Regions from separate parts of the Mus musculus genome. Here region 2 is linked to region 1. A link is a contact called in public promoter capture Hi-C data. All regions are on one chromosome and are shown on one strand. Each heading gives the region's core, a stretch centred on a gene start, on an enhancer-like site or on the middle of the called end of the contact. The rest is flanking DNA. Distances are from core to core; before and after follow the strand shown. Region 1 holds the start of Ino80b (INO80 complex subunit B). Region 2 holds the start of 2310040G24Rik (RIKEN cDNA 2310040G24 gene).

Region 1 (7,451 bases), core at 1,547-4,046:
AGTCGGGGACGGCTGGCTCCGCGCCTTCTGGAGGAGGGCTCGCTGGGGAAAGAGACAGAGGATGTCTGAGAACCAAATGGCGAGGTTTTTGGGGTCACCCACCCCTATTTTCGTTTGTTTTTGTTTCGAGGCGGTCTCACTATATAACTTTGGCTGCCCTGTAAGTCACTATGTAGACCAGGCCAGCCTGGAGCTCACACTCTTGCCTCTGTTCCCTAGGTGCTGGGATCAAATGCTTGTGCCACTGTCCCCATCTTTAGGGACCCTTAATACCACACTTCTCTTCCCAGGGTTCCTGCCTCTCACTCAGGTCCAAAGGAGGAAACAAAAGTATGGTACCCTGCCTGCCCCTTGTGTAGGTTTTTGTTGTTGCTGTTATTTTAAATAGTATCTCAGGAAAAAACATCAACTTGGATTTGGCTCAAACCAAAAAGAATTACCCTGGATTCCTTTTTTCTCCCACTAAGTAGCTACTTCCGTCATACATCCAGGCTTCAGTGCAGGTTTCTCTATTCCTTTTACTACTTTCTTCTGGACTCGGGCCATCACCAGCTCTCCCAGTTTCCACACCCCATACCCCTCTCCCAGTTTATTGATTGATTGTGTCAGGCTATCTATATGTATTTTTAGATGCCTCGGAATTTGTAACCATCCTCCTGTCTCTCAAGCTCTGGGGCACAGGTCTGCGCCACGACAGCCTACACTTCAGCAGCTTCCTAAGGAAATTCCTTACCCCTACTAAGCTTCACAGCACATAATTGCCAAAGTAATTAAGCCAGCTATGTCACTTGTCAGTATATATCCCCCTGGGTGACCTGGCCACACTCTCCTTCTGGGTCTCTGTGCCCCTGGGCTCTATGTCAGCTGGCCTCTCTGTCTGAGAAGCTCCCCTGGTACTGGAAATGTCATCTCTTCAAAGGCATTCTAGACTGGAAAGACTACTCAGCGGCGAGGAGCACCGGCCCTTGGGGAGGACTCTCATTCAGTTCCCTGCACCTACATGGCAGCTCTCAACTGTCTGTAAATCTAGTTCCAGGAGTTCTGATGACCAATGGCCTCCATGGGCAACGGGCACACACTCATCCACATAAAGTAAATACGATTTATCTTTAAAAAACAAAAGAAAACAATGAGCTAGTCCCCACAACTACCCTAATGTTTCTGTCTTGGCAATTTCTACTTCAGCATTCCTATTTTCTGTAGGATTTTTTTTTTTTTTTAAGGTTTATTTATATGATCACACTGTAGCCCTCTTCAGACACACCAGAAGAGAGCATCAGATCCCATTACAGATGGTTGTGAGCCACCATGTGGTTGCTGGGTGTTGAACTCAGGACCTCTGGAAGAACAGTCAGTGTTCTTAACCATTGGGCCATCTCACCAGCCCTATTTTCTGGAGTTTTAAAAAGTTACTTAGGAGCTCTGTGTGTGTGTGTGTGTGTGTGTGTGTGTGGCAGTACACACCTTTAACTCCAGCACTTAGGGGCAAAGGCAAGCATATCCCAGTCAGGGCTTAAATACTAAGATCCCAATTCAAAAAGGAAAGTCATTTACCTTCTGTCAGCATGCACTTGAATATCCACCCACCTTCCTTTCCTGTTCCTCTCACTGCCTAAGAAACAACAAGCTCTCCATATGTTTGTCGAGTGAATACAGATGGAACTAACTTACCTGTCTCGCTGTAAGCAGCCGCTCATTGATCTCCTTCTTGAGGTCTCCGTTGTCATCCAGCTCTCCCTTCTCCAGGGCGTCTAACCATCTCTGTTCCTCCTCTTCCTCCTGGCCCTCCAGATCCCCTGGCAGGTCCCGAAGTGGGGAGGGGGACAGATTACTGTCTTCATCTGGGTGGGAAAGTTGAAGGAAAGTGCAAACATTAATTTATCGAAGTTGGTCCTAGTACACTGAAAATTCTCAGACCCCACCCTCTTCCTTTTGCTGGTTAGAAATGAGCAACCCAGCTTTGCCACCTCTACGGTCTTCTCACCCAGCCAGGCGCGGTACTGCTCCAGAGGTACGCCTTCCATAGGTTCCTCTTCATTATCCACCACCATCAGGGGAGACGGTGAGCGAGGCCCCTCAGGAATCACAGTGAAAGTGGGGACACTGCAGAGTAGAAACACTACTCTAAAGTGAACAAGCGGCTGGCTCTCTCCTACTTTGGAGCTACAAACAGCTTTTCCGACCTGCTGGGATTCTTGCTGCCTTAACTTGGACCCAGCCCACCTGCTACTGAATTTTCCCGAGTTAAATACTTGATCTCACCTCTTGGTGCCCAGGACCTGTCCACCCAGCTTGATTTTAAGTTTAAGTTGGGGCTTGGCAGGAGTCTGCAGCGTCGGTCCGGCCTCCTCTTCCTGATGATGCTTTTTCTTGTGTTTCTTTTTATGTTTCTTGTGTTTTTTCTTGTGTACTCCGTGGCCGTGGGCACCTGCCAGGCTCAGCTCCAGCGTTTCCCCTGCGGAAGGAGAGCCTGTCTGAGGGGATCGGCCAAAAAGTGGCAGGGGGAAGATCTGACTAACCTAACAATTCAACTGAGTCCCACTCTTCCCACGTTATTAGCTGTTACCATAACAACAGCCCCGCCTCGCTCCTTCCCACCTGTGGCGGGCAGACCCGGCTCCACCGGCTCCACGGAGTTACAGCGACTCCTTTTTCAAGATCACTCGAGTTAGATCCACCCGCGCTTACCTGGCTCGGGGGCCTCCATAGCCCCAGATGTGCTCCCGCGCCGCCACAGCTTGCTCATGGGGTCCTGCAAAGGGAGAGGACTGGAAACTGTCGGGACACAAGCCGACATGCCTTTTCCGCCCCGCGGAAGAACGGAATCCAGCAAAATAACCGGCTACTTCCGGCGCCTGGCAACCATGTTTGTGCGTGGTACGCCTTACAGCCAAAAATATTCCGATAAGAAACAGGGTCCCTTCCAAACAAAAGTTCCGGCATTGCTAGGCACCTTACTGGCGCACCAGACTTAAAAAGGATTACGAGTTCGAGGCCAGGCTTAATGCCATCTTGTTCTCAAAACGAAAGTTCAAAGCCTCTAGGAGGCTGGAAAAGCCACCAAAAAAGGTAAGGTTTTCCCCTAACTTGGGTTCCCTGTATTAGATTCCTGACCTGTTCTGTCTCCCTTTCTCTGTGTTGCTGTCTCTTGTCTCTTCTCTTTGTCTATCTGCCTGTCTGTATGTATGTCTGTCTGTTTGTGTCTTCCCCCTTCCCTCTCATCGCTCTCTCTTCCCCTCCCCTCCTCCTCTCTTTTTCCTCTCTTCTCCCCTCTCCTCTCCTCTCCTTCCCCCCACCCCCATCTCCCCATTCTCATTGGTTGGCAATGAGGGGCAACGTCGTTGCGGTGCATCTTTATTTGTAAACACTAAGCTTCTCAACTAAGAAAAGTTGTGAAATAATAAGATTGACAGAGAATTTAGATTCCAGAGAACAGTTACATTGTAAAGAATACAAGAATCCCTCTAATGAGGGATCTAAATGAATTTACTACATCCCTGTACTGCGAAGTTAGGAAGCTAGTTAACTTGAACAAAACCAAACATAGCAAGGTAGGAAACTGGTGAGAGAAATTGCTGATGTGTGGTTGGGAAATGAGGGAGGTGGGAGACCTTTGTTTTGTTTTTGTTGTTTGAGAAGGGGTCTCACTATGTACCCCAGGTTGGCTTGGTACTCCGTATGTACCCAGACTGGTGTCAAATCCATGAACTTTCTACTTCAGCTTTCCTAGGGCTGAGATTACAGGCATTAATAACCAAACTTTGCTGCCATTTTTCACATATCCTTTTCCCCCTTTAAATTTTGTTTAAAATTTGTGAATGTTTTCCTTTATCTTCTAGTTAATTTATACATATTTTTTAAAAGCACAGAATTGAATATGCCAATAAATAAGAGAAAAACTCTAAAACCTGTGATTCAGGGCTGGAGAGATGGCTCGGTAGTTAAGAATGCACACAACTCTTGCAGAGGACCCAAGTTCACTTTCCATCTCCCACATCAGGCAGCTCACTGCTGCCTGTAACTCCATCTCTAAAGAAATCTGATAGCTCTGGTCTGTGCCAACACCTGCACTCAAGTGTACATAGGCAGACACAGACACACACCTGCACATAATGTTTTAAAATGATCTGAATGGGACTAGAGAGATGGCTCATCAGCTAAGAGCACTTGCTGCCCTTTCAGGGGACCCTGGTTTGGGTCTCAGTGCTGACATAGCTTCTCCCAATCATCAGTAACTCCAGTTTCAGATCTGGATGCTTCTTCTGGCCTCCTCAGGTCCTCTGCAAGGCCAGCAAATCTTGTTAACAGCTGAGCCACCTCTCCAGCCCCTTGATTCTCTTGATTTTATTTATTTATTTATTTATTTATTTATTTATTTATTTATTTATTTATTCATCCATTCATTTTTGAAACAGGGCTTCTGGGCTGGTGAGATGGCTCAGTGGGTAAGAGCACCCGACTGCTCTTCCAAAGGTCCAGAGTTCAAATCCCAGCAACCACATGGTGGCTCACAACCATCCGTAACGAGATCTGACTCCCTCTTCTGGAGTGTCTGAAGACAGCTACAATGTACTTACATATAATAAATAAATAAATCTTTAAAAAAAAAAAAAAAAAACAGGGCTTCTCTGTGTGGCCCTGGCTGTTTATTTGTTTATGTTTGTTTGTTTATGCTTATTTACCTGTTTGGCAGGGTTTCTCTGTGTAACCTTGGCTGTTTTTGGTTGGCTGTCTTTGGAGCTCACTTTTTAAACCAGGCTGGCTTTGAACTCAGAGATCTGCCTGCCTCTACCTCCCAAGTGCTGAGACTAAAGGTGTGTGCCACCACACCCAGCTTTCTTGATTCTTTTTTTTTTTTTTTTAAGATTTATTTATTTATTATATGTAAGTACACTGTAGCTATCTTCAGACACACCAGAAGAGGGCGTCAGATCTCATTACGGATGGTTGTGAGCCACCATGTGGTTGCTGGGATTTGAACTCCGGACCTTTGGAAGAGCAGTCGGGTGCTCTTACCCACTGAGCCATCTCACCAGCCCTCTTGATTCTTTTCATTTAAGATTTATTTACCACTGGGCAGTGATGGAGCGCGCCTTTAATCCCAGCACTCGGGAGGCAGAGGCAGGCAGATTTCTGAGTTCGAAGCCAGCCTGGTCTACAGAGTGAGATCCAGGACAGCCAGAGCTATAAAGAGAAACCCTGTCTCGAAAACAAACAAACAAACAAAAAGATTTATTTACTTAAAATGTGTACAGCATTCAACCTGCATGTATGCCTGCAGGCCAGAAGAGGGCACTAGACCTCATAGGTAGTTATGAACCACCATGTGCTTGCTGGGACTTGAACCCAGGACTTCTGGAAGAGCAGGCAGTGCTATTAACCTCGGAACCATCTCTTCAGTCCCCTTGATTCTGTTTTTAAAAGTATCGTGTACTAGTATCTGCTTAGAAAAAAATGAGGAATATGCAATGTGCTACTAGTGACTGTCTTAGAGTTAAGGATCTTTTCCTGTCTAGATTTGAACTCACTCTGTAGACCGGTCCAGCCTCAAACTCAGAGATTCACTGGCCTCTGCCTCCAGAGTGCTTGGATTAAAGGCTTGCCCCGCCACACCTGGCCTTTTTTATTTATATTTTTAAGGCAGGATCTAATATATTCCAGGCTGGCCTGAACCTTGCAGTATAGCTGAAGATGACCTTGAATTCCTGACTCTCCTGCGTCTACTTCCCCAGTGTGACAATCACAGATATGCCCCATTATACCCGGTCCCATGGAGTGCTGGGCATGGAGCCTGGGCTTCATGTATGCTAGACAAGCACTCTACCCGCAGACATCAACCATTTGTAATTCTTTTTTAAGTCTACTGGGTACACCAGGCACGGTGGGCTGGGTCTAGCAAGAGTAGCACCCAACACCTGCATTTTGGAAAACTAACTTAGGGAGGCCTTTCTAGAACATAGTGGGGTGTTTAGCTACGTGGCTGTTCCGCGGGTTCTGTTGTTTCTGTTCTATAAATAAGGAAACTGAGGCTCAGAGAGACAAACACACAGGCAGGGAGTAACAGTGTAAGCATCAGACAGAGGCTTCCTAACGCTCGTCTGGGCTGTTTCCTCTGTATCCTGGCGTCCAGCAGCGAGGAAGTGAATGACAACCAGCTTCTTTCTGGTCTTAGGCTCTTTTCTTTTCTTTTTTGTAACTTTGCTTTGTTTAGTGTGGAAATATACAGACTAAGAGGAATTTTACCTTCTGAAGGCATTCTCAAGGCTTGTTTTAAAATTTCATGAAAAAAAAATAAATTTATAGTGTTTGACTAGAAATGGCCCCCAAAGACTCATACATTTGAATGCTCAATTACTAGGGAGTGGAACTCTTTGAAAGGATTAGAAGAAGAACTAGGAGGTGTGGCCTTGTTGGAGGAAGTGTGTCATTGTGAGTGGGTTTTGAAGTTTCAAACACCCACCCATGCCAGGACCAGTCTCTTTCAGCTGTCTGCAGATGAAAATGTAGAAATCTCAGCTACTACTCCAGCACCATGCCTACCTGCTTGCCAAGTTGCTTCCAGCCATGATGATAAACTCAATGATGGACTAAACCTCTGAAGCTATAAGCAAGCCCCAAATTAAATACTTACTTTAATAAGAGTTGCCTTGGGGACTGGAGAAATGGCTCAGCGGTTAAAAGCACTGACTTCTCTTCCAGAGGTCCTAAGTTCAATATCCAGCAACTACCTGGTGACATACAACCGTCTGTAATGGGATCCGATGCTCTCTTCTGGTGTGTCTGAAGACAGCAACAGTGTACTCATATAAATTAAATAAATAAATAATTCTTTAAAAAAAGAGTTGCCTTGGACATTGTGTCTCTTCGCAACAATAGAATAGTGACTAAGACATATAGAAAATAGTGCAAGAACGATAAAAAGAACTCTTTCATCTATTCATACCAGATCCTCCAGCTGACACTGTCAGGACATAGTCTAGTCAGGAGTAGTGGAGCACTGGCTATATTATAGCTCCAGCATTTGGCAGGCTGGACAAGAGGATCCCCAGTTCATTTAGAATCCAGCCTGGGACTTACTGAGACGGTCTCTCAAAACAAAACATAACAAAAAAAAAACAAAGACCAAAACAGGCTAGGGGGTTGGATGGTTGGGTCAGTGGTTAAAAGCAATGAATTGCTCTTGCAGAGGATCAGAGATGGACTCCCAGCACTCACATGGAGGCTGACAGCCATCTGCAGTTCCAGGGGATCTGATACCCTATTGGGACATCTTCAAACTCTGCTTGCATGTGGTACACAGACATACATGAAGGCAAAACACCTATAAATATAAAACAAAGGGATAATAATAGCAACAAGAACAATAAACAAAACAAAAAAAAAAGTCAGGCTAGGTATGTATTTGTAATCCCAGAGCTCAGAAGGCAAGCCAAGTTCAAGGCTAACATGGT
Region 2 (7,451 bases), core at 1,663-4,162, 3.4 Mb after region 1:
GCTGGGAACTGAACCTTGGGCTTGGATATGCCAGGCAAGCACCCTACCAAGTAAATGTTCTTCCAGAAAACCCAGGTTTAATTCCTAGCATTCACATGGAAGCTCACAACTCTCTGTAACTCCAGTTCCAGGCGATCAGATACCCTCACACAGACATACATGCAAGCAAAATACCAATGCACATAAAATTAAATAAGTCATTAAAAAGAAAAGGCATTGCTGGGCGGTGGTGGCGCACGCCTTTAGTCCCAGCACTTGGGAGGCAGAGGCAGGCAGATTTCTGAGTTTGAGGCCAGCCTGGTCTACAAAGTGCTTCAGGCGGTTACCCTCAGATTTGCCCTATAAAGTGAGTATTATTTCCATTTTGTTGATCAAAACATGGAAGCAGCTGAAGATGCAACATCATTGGCAGAGTTCACTGCATAAGCCTGGCGTCGTGGTGCACACTTGTAGTCTCAGTATTTTGGAAGTGGAGGCAGGAGGACCAAGAGTTCACAGTCATTCTCAGCTACGTGGTAGGTTTGAAACTAGCCTGGGATACTTGAGCCCTTGTCTCAAAAGCAAACAAACAACAAAGTAACAAGAAATAGGTGGGCGGACAGGCGCGTGTAGAGTGCTTACCCAGCATGTCCAAAGCCCTGGCTTCAGTTCCCAGTACCATACAAAAAGAGAGAAGCAAAGAAAAGGGGGGGGGGGGCCGGCGTTCTTTTCCATCCTTGGACTTATGAAGGCAGGATGGGTTACTGTGGCCTCTACTGGAGTCTCCATCCAAAGAAACTCCATCCGGGTTCCAGTTCCTGCCACAGCTGCTCAAACCCTTGGCAGGGTTTCCATCAGCCCTGGAAGGACAGAGCCTTTGTTACGCTTGACTAAGCCACCTATCCTGATGAATTATTCGAGACTCAGTGAATTGAGACCATGCTAGTCTTTAGACATAAAAAAGTAAGTAAAGAGAAAAAGAAAGGAAGAAGAAGAAGAAGGAGGAGGAGGAGGAGGAGGAGGGGGAGGAGGCTGTAACTTGCAGGGTCACACAGCCTAGTAAGGGACTGAGGAATATATGTGAGTTAGGATTCCAGATCTGTCCAGCATCCACATTCTAGGCTCCAGCCCTGTTCAGTCCAGTTCGCATGCACACATGGTCACTGAGCACTTGAAATGTGGCCAGCCTGATTTTACTGAACCAAGTACAAAAGATAAAGAACACGTGCCAAGTTGGTTTTGCATGTAAATTAGTTACATGTTAAAATAAGTTTTGGAGCATCAAGTAAAATATTTTAAAAATAACTTTATTTTTGCCATTCTCATTATTGAGTGTGGATGAGGGTGTGTATATGAGTGCATGCGACTGCAGGAATGCGAAACATGACTTCATGCATTTTCCCTTACAGGAGCTCCTGGGATCGAACTCAGGTTCTCTGGCTTGTAGTTCTGCTACAGAGCCACCTTGGTAGCCCAAAGGAAAGGATCTTTTGTTTTTACATTATCTATTTATTCACTTATTTCTTTTCCACACAGGGAATTAAACCGAGGGCTCTTCTCTTATCCCTCAGCCTTCCTTTTACTTTGTTTACCTTTTTTTTTAAAAGATTTTATTTATTTATTATATGTAAGTACACTGTAGCTATCTTCAGATCTCATTACGGGTGGTTGTGAGCCACCATGTCCTTGCTGGGATTTAAACTCACAACCTCCGGAAGAGCAGTCAGTGCTCTTAACCCCTGAGCTATCTCACCAACCACCCTTTTTTGCCTTTTAAGAAAGGATCTGGCCCTCAACTTCTGGAGCAGAAATGTAAACTTTATATCTGCCTGTCTCCACTTCCCAAGTGCTGGGATTTCTGGCCTGTGCCCACATCAGGAGGTTTGCCACTATATATTTGTTTGTTTGTTTGTTTTTTAAGGAATGCTCTTATCAAATGTTACAACATAGATAAAACACTGGGCTAAGCAAGACGCGCCTGAGCAAGGACGAGTATCCAAGCTCCTGCTTACACACACTATGTTGACTGGGCAAATTCCTGGAGGTAGAGGCAAGAGCAAGAAAAGGGAAGTGAGCAACAAATGGGCATGGAGGAAAGGAGGTTGCTGAGCTGGGGCGGGCCTGGGAGGGCACAGCGCAGGCGCAAACGTCTTTGTCTGCTTAAGGCGGAGTTGCTAGGTCCCAGACTTACTGCACAGAGCGTGCTGGTCTGGCTTTGTACTACCGTGTTTACTCAGGGAGCGTTGGGAACCCCTCTTCCTCCGCCCCCACTGTCCCTCTGTGAGCACGAAGAGGGCCTCATGGCAAACATGCAGTGCCTGCACACCCTCCGTGAGGCCCCACAACAGAGTACACACACAAACACTGCCTGCAGGCGCACATCACACAGTGATATAGCTCACACACCATCCAGTTTCTCAGGCACACCACACGAAGTTGTGGTGTTTACTTTAGTTTGCAGGCGGGCACTCTGCCCCCTGCCTTCTGCTCTTAGCTCTTACCAAGTAGCTTTAGTGAGGACGGAGGCCACCGGTGTCCCAATCCCTTTGTTTCCTGGTCTTGCATCACAGGCCTGCAAGATGCCTGCCGCCAACCCGCAGCCAGAGCACCCCATAGTGATTCTTGGCCAGACGGGCTCCCTGCAGGCTCTGGCCTCACTCATCCCGACTTTCTCCTTACAGGAGCACCAACCTGGACCACGTGCTGACCTGCTTGGGCCCTGAACGCCTCCTCTTGCAGAAACTTGGTTAGCTGAGCCTCTCTCACGCTTCCAGTTTTATTCTTAGTAAGGAGAGACGCTGCCTTAGCTTCCTCTTCTTCCATCTGCTGCACAGTTTAACAATCCTTTGTAATTGCTTGGTTACTGTGTGCCCATGTAAAGGGACAGACAGAAGTCCTGTCTGCTAACCACTGGCTTCCCTCCCCAGGGACGGCAGCAGAAAAGATAGAGTTTGCTTGGCAGCGACTGCAGCGTCTCAAAGGCACCTGCTCTCTCTGGCTGTCCTCTGCAGGCTCTGCTGCCAAACTACCTTGACTAAGGGATCCTGTGGGACTCACTTGTCACCTTGCCAGGTCAAAGCACCAGCCTGACTGTCCCTCACAATGCCCTATCCACCTCTTATCAAACCATTGGTTGTTGAGCCAGTCCCCAAATAGCAAACAATCCAAGGAAGAGCCCCTGGGTTCCAGGAGGTGGACTTTCGTTTATTGCTCTGGCCTAGAGCATTGGAGCCCTAGGATAGGATGTGGGCCTTGCCCCATATTTCATTTCTGAGTTCTTCATATTTTTAAAAGAATTATTTATTTATTATTATTATTATTTGTATATCAGTACATTGTAGCTGTATTGAGTTACACCAGGAGAGGACATCTGATCACTTTACAGATGACGGTTGTGAGCCACCATGTGGTTGTTGGGAATTGAACTCAGGACCTCTGGAAGAGCAGAGGATGGTTCCTAACCACTGAGCCATCTCTCTAGCTCCTTCATTTTGTTTTATTTCCTTTTTTTCATCTTGCTGGGGTTTGCTGAGGTTGCTGTTGTTGGGTTTGTTTGTTTGTTTGTTTTGGTTTAGTTTGGTTTAGTTTGATTTGATTTGGTTTTTCAAGACAGGGTTTCTCTGTTTAGCCCTGGCTGACCTGGAATTCACTCTGTAGACCAGGCTGTCCTGGAACTCACAGAGATCTGCCTGCCTCTGCCTCCCAAGTGCTGGGGTTAAAGACATGCCCCAGTTTAAAAATAAATAATTTTAGGCCGGGCATGGTGGCGCATGCCTTTAATCCCAGCACTTGGGAAGCAGAGGCAGGCGGATTTCTGAGTTTGAGGCCAGCCTGGTCTACAAAGTGAGTTCCAGGACAGCCAGGGATATACAGAGAAACTCTGTCTAGAAAAACCAAATAAATAATTAAATAAATAAATTTAAATAAGAAACTAAAACAAAACAGAGGGACAAGGAGGCATAGGACTTTAACCCCAGCACTCTCCTGTCAGTCACAAGGCAGAGAGGCAGAGCTCTGAGTTCAAGACCAGCCTGGTTGACAGAGTGAGTTCCAGGATACCCAGGACTATACAGAGAAACCCTGTCTTAAAAAAACAAAATAAATAGACAAAATAAGGGGCTGAAGAGATGGCTCAGAGGTTGAGAGCACCACCTGCTCTTCCAGAGGTCCTGAGTTCAATTCCCAGCAACCACATGGTGGCTCACAATCATCTATAATGGGGATCTGGTGCCCTCTTCTGGTGTGTGTCTGAAGAAGGCTACAGTATACTCATATAAATAAGATAAATAAATTCTTTTTAAAAATAGACAAAATAATAAAAATGATTTATTATTGTGGGTGGGTACCAACACATGTAGGGGCCAGAGAATAACTCTGGGTCGGTTCTCCCCCCTTTACATGCCGTCCGGGGGCTGAGTTCAGCTCTCCAGGCATGCTCAGCAAGTCCCTTGACACTGAGCCACCTTGCTAGCCCTGTTTTGTTTTGTTTTTAATTTCAACTAGCCATTTTAAAGATCAATATTTTTTTATTTAGATAGGAACACATTACATGTAACCCTGACTGACCTGAACTTACTATGCAACCAAGGCTGGTCTTGAACTCACAGACATTTGCACGGCTCTGCCTCCTTTTTTTGAAGGCTTGGTGTCAGGGTCTGTTACCCAGTGAGCTATCATGTTCTCCCCATCCCCTTTTGCCCTGGTTGTTTAATGCTACCTTCACCAGGCAGGTACTGCACCGACTGTACAGCACTGGTTCCAGGGCTCAGCTGCTAACAGAGCAACAGGGTCCTGGAATACACCCTTCCTGGGCTCAGCAAGTTCTGCTTCCAAAAGAGGAAGCCTAACAGAGACCTGAGCCTCTGCCACCCCTAAGAGGGGGAACTTACCTCAGCCTGATGTATCTGCTCACTCTAGTGGTGCACACCTTTAATCACAGAGTTTTAATCACAGAGAGGCAGGGACAGGAGATATTCTGTGACCTCAAGACCCACATAGTCCCAGGCATACATAGTTCTAACATTACATAGTGAGCCACATGTGCCGTTGCAGGGTGGCGCTGGCTACCACTGGCCACCATGCATAAGTTTGGGAAACAACCAATGTGTACATATGCAGTAAAGTTTCTTGCCAAGACACTGCCTGGCCCGGGCATGATAATAAGGTTTTGAGAGTATAACCAATCAGATGTGAGACATGCAAATGAGGTATGTTAATGAGGTTTTGTGAGGTACTGAGAGAGTATAATCAATAGGATGTGGGACATGCAAATGAGGTAGAAAGCATAACCAATCCGGGTGTGAGACACGCCTCTCCTAGGCCTATATAAGCAGCACCAGTTCTGGGCTCTTTTTCGCCTCTGCAATCAAGCTCTCCCGATAAACGTGTGCAGAAGGATCCTGTTGTGGCATCTGCTTTGCTGGTGAGTCAGGCGCTCATAAGAAGACCCTGTCTCAAAAATATTTTCCTATTCATGAAACAGGAAGCTGAAAGAGGGTGACGGATCCACTGGAACTACACTTACGGATTCTTTTGCACTGCAGACCTGGGTGTGGAGAGCTGAATGGCACCCAGTGCTGTTAACTACTGAGCCTCTCTGTAACCCCACGAACAACATTTCTAAGATTCAGTTCGTCCACATGGGAAATGCAGGTGCTAACCTGCTCAGCAGAGTGTCTGGGATGATGAAAGACAATGCTGTCAGTACTGTGTTAATCCTCACCATACTCACCTTAAAAGTCAACCCTAAGAGTCACACCCCTCCCCTACCCCCTCCTACTGTCTTGGAACTAGAACAGTAGACCAGGCTGGCCTTGAACTCAGATCCACCTTCCCTTTAGTGTTAGCATTAAAGCTTGTGCTACCACCACCCAGCTTGTTTTCATATTTTAATTTTTTTTTTTTGAGACAGTATCTTGCTGGGTAGTCCTGGCTGCTCTCAAAGCTGTTCTTTGTTGTTGTTGCTGTTTGTTTGTTTGTTTGTTTGTTTTTCTTGTCAACTAGGTACAAGCCAGGGTCATCTAGGAAGATGAAACTTTAGTTGAGAAAATGTTTGTTAGATTAGTCTGTGGGCCATTTTATTGGTGACTGATGTAGGAGGGCTGCCCTCAGTAGGTGGTGCCACCCCAGGGCAGGCTGAGCAAGCCAGTAAGCAATGTGTCTCCATAGCCTCTGCTTTAGTTCTTGCCTTGATGGTGAAGTGTAACCTGTGAACCAAATAAACCCTCTCCTCCCCAAGGTGCTTTTGGTCACGGTCGTTATCACAGCAATAGAAAGCAAACTAAAATACTAGCCATGCATCAGGGTCCCAGCATTTTTTTTTTTTTTTTTCTAAATAGTAAAGGAATTTATTGATGACTTACAGTCGGCAGCCCAATTCCCAACAATTGTTCAGTCGCAGCTGTGAATGGAAGTCCAAGGATCTAGCAGTTACTCAGTCTCACGCAGCAAGCAGGCGAAGGAGCAAGAGCTCGAGCTAGACTCCCTTCTTCCAATGTCCTTATATTGTCTCCAGCAAAAGGTGTAGCCCAGATTAAAGGTGTGTTCCACCACACCTTTAATCCCAGATGAAAGGCATAGCCCAGATTAAAGGTGTGTTCCTTAACTCGGAGATTCAATCTTCTGGAATCCATAGCCACTATGGCTCAAGATCTTCAAACCAAGATCCAGATAAGGATCTCCAAGCCTCCAGATAAGGGTCACTGGTGAGCCTTCCAATTCCGGATTGTAGTTCATTCCAAATATTGTCAAGTTGACAACCAGGAAGAGCATGGTGGATCTCTGTAAGTCTGAGGCCAGCCTGGGCTACAGAGCAAGCTCCAGGGCAGCTAGAACTACACAGTGAAACTCTGTCTGGAAAAAGCAAAATAACAAACAAGAAGTACTACTTGGAGCTAGAGAGATGTTAATAGCAGTGGCTATTCCTGCAGAAGTCTTTGGTTTGATTCCCACATGGTGGCTTACAACCATCTGTAACTCCAGTTCTAGGGTATCCAATGACCTCTTCTAGCCTAGTAGGAGCCAGGCATGAAAGTGGCACACAGACATGATGTAGGTCTCATACGCATAAGTTTATATATATACATACATATATATATATATATATATATACACATACATATACTAGCTATGTAGCTCATAGCTATGTCCTCTGCCTCCTGAGCTAGAACTAAGTGTGGGGAAACATACCCTACTCTCTAGACAGGTGTTGTTGTTGAAGTTGGGGAAAGATGGAAAGTAGAGGGGTTTCCTAATTTCTTCCACAATATCAAGTATTGATATTGGGTCTGATGTGGTCTGCTTTTAAACTATGATCCTAGCCCCACCTCTTTTTTTTTTTTTTTTTTTTTTTTTGGTTTTTCGAGACAGGGTTTCTCTGTGTAACCTTGGCTGTCCTGGAACTCACTCTGTAGACCAGGCTGGCCTCGAACTCAGCCCACCTCTTATTTTGAGGCAAGGTCTACTATGTGGAT

What was found. Promoter capture Hi-C pulls out the DNA fragments that hold promoters and counts their contacts.
Region 2: a promoter capture Hi-C map of frontonasal cranial neural crest shows a contact between it and region 1. The contact joins the promoter of 2310040G24Rik here to the promoter of Ino80b in region 1. A contact is called at or near these places in 2 of 39 promoter capture datasets (frontonasal cranial neural crest and pre-B cells).

What each region holds. Positions count from the first base shown.
Region 1 is chr6:83,122,323-83,129,773 of GRCm38.p6, forward strand. Ino80b (INO80 complex subunit B) reads right to left here and starts at 2,797. Exons shown (of 5, transcript NM_023547.2): 1 at 2,689-2,797; 2 at 2,263-2,455; 3 at 1,985-2,103; 4 at 1,672-1,841; 5 at 1-42. The coding sequence starts at 2,746.
Region 2 is chr6:86,485,315-86,492,765 of GRCm38.p6, forward strand. It overlaps 2310040G24Rik (RIKEN cDNA 2310040G24 gene), which reads right to left and starts at 2,913. Exons shown (of 2, transcript NR_040293.1): 1 at 2,688-2,913.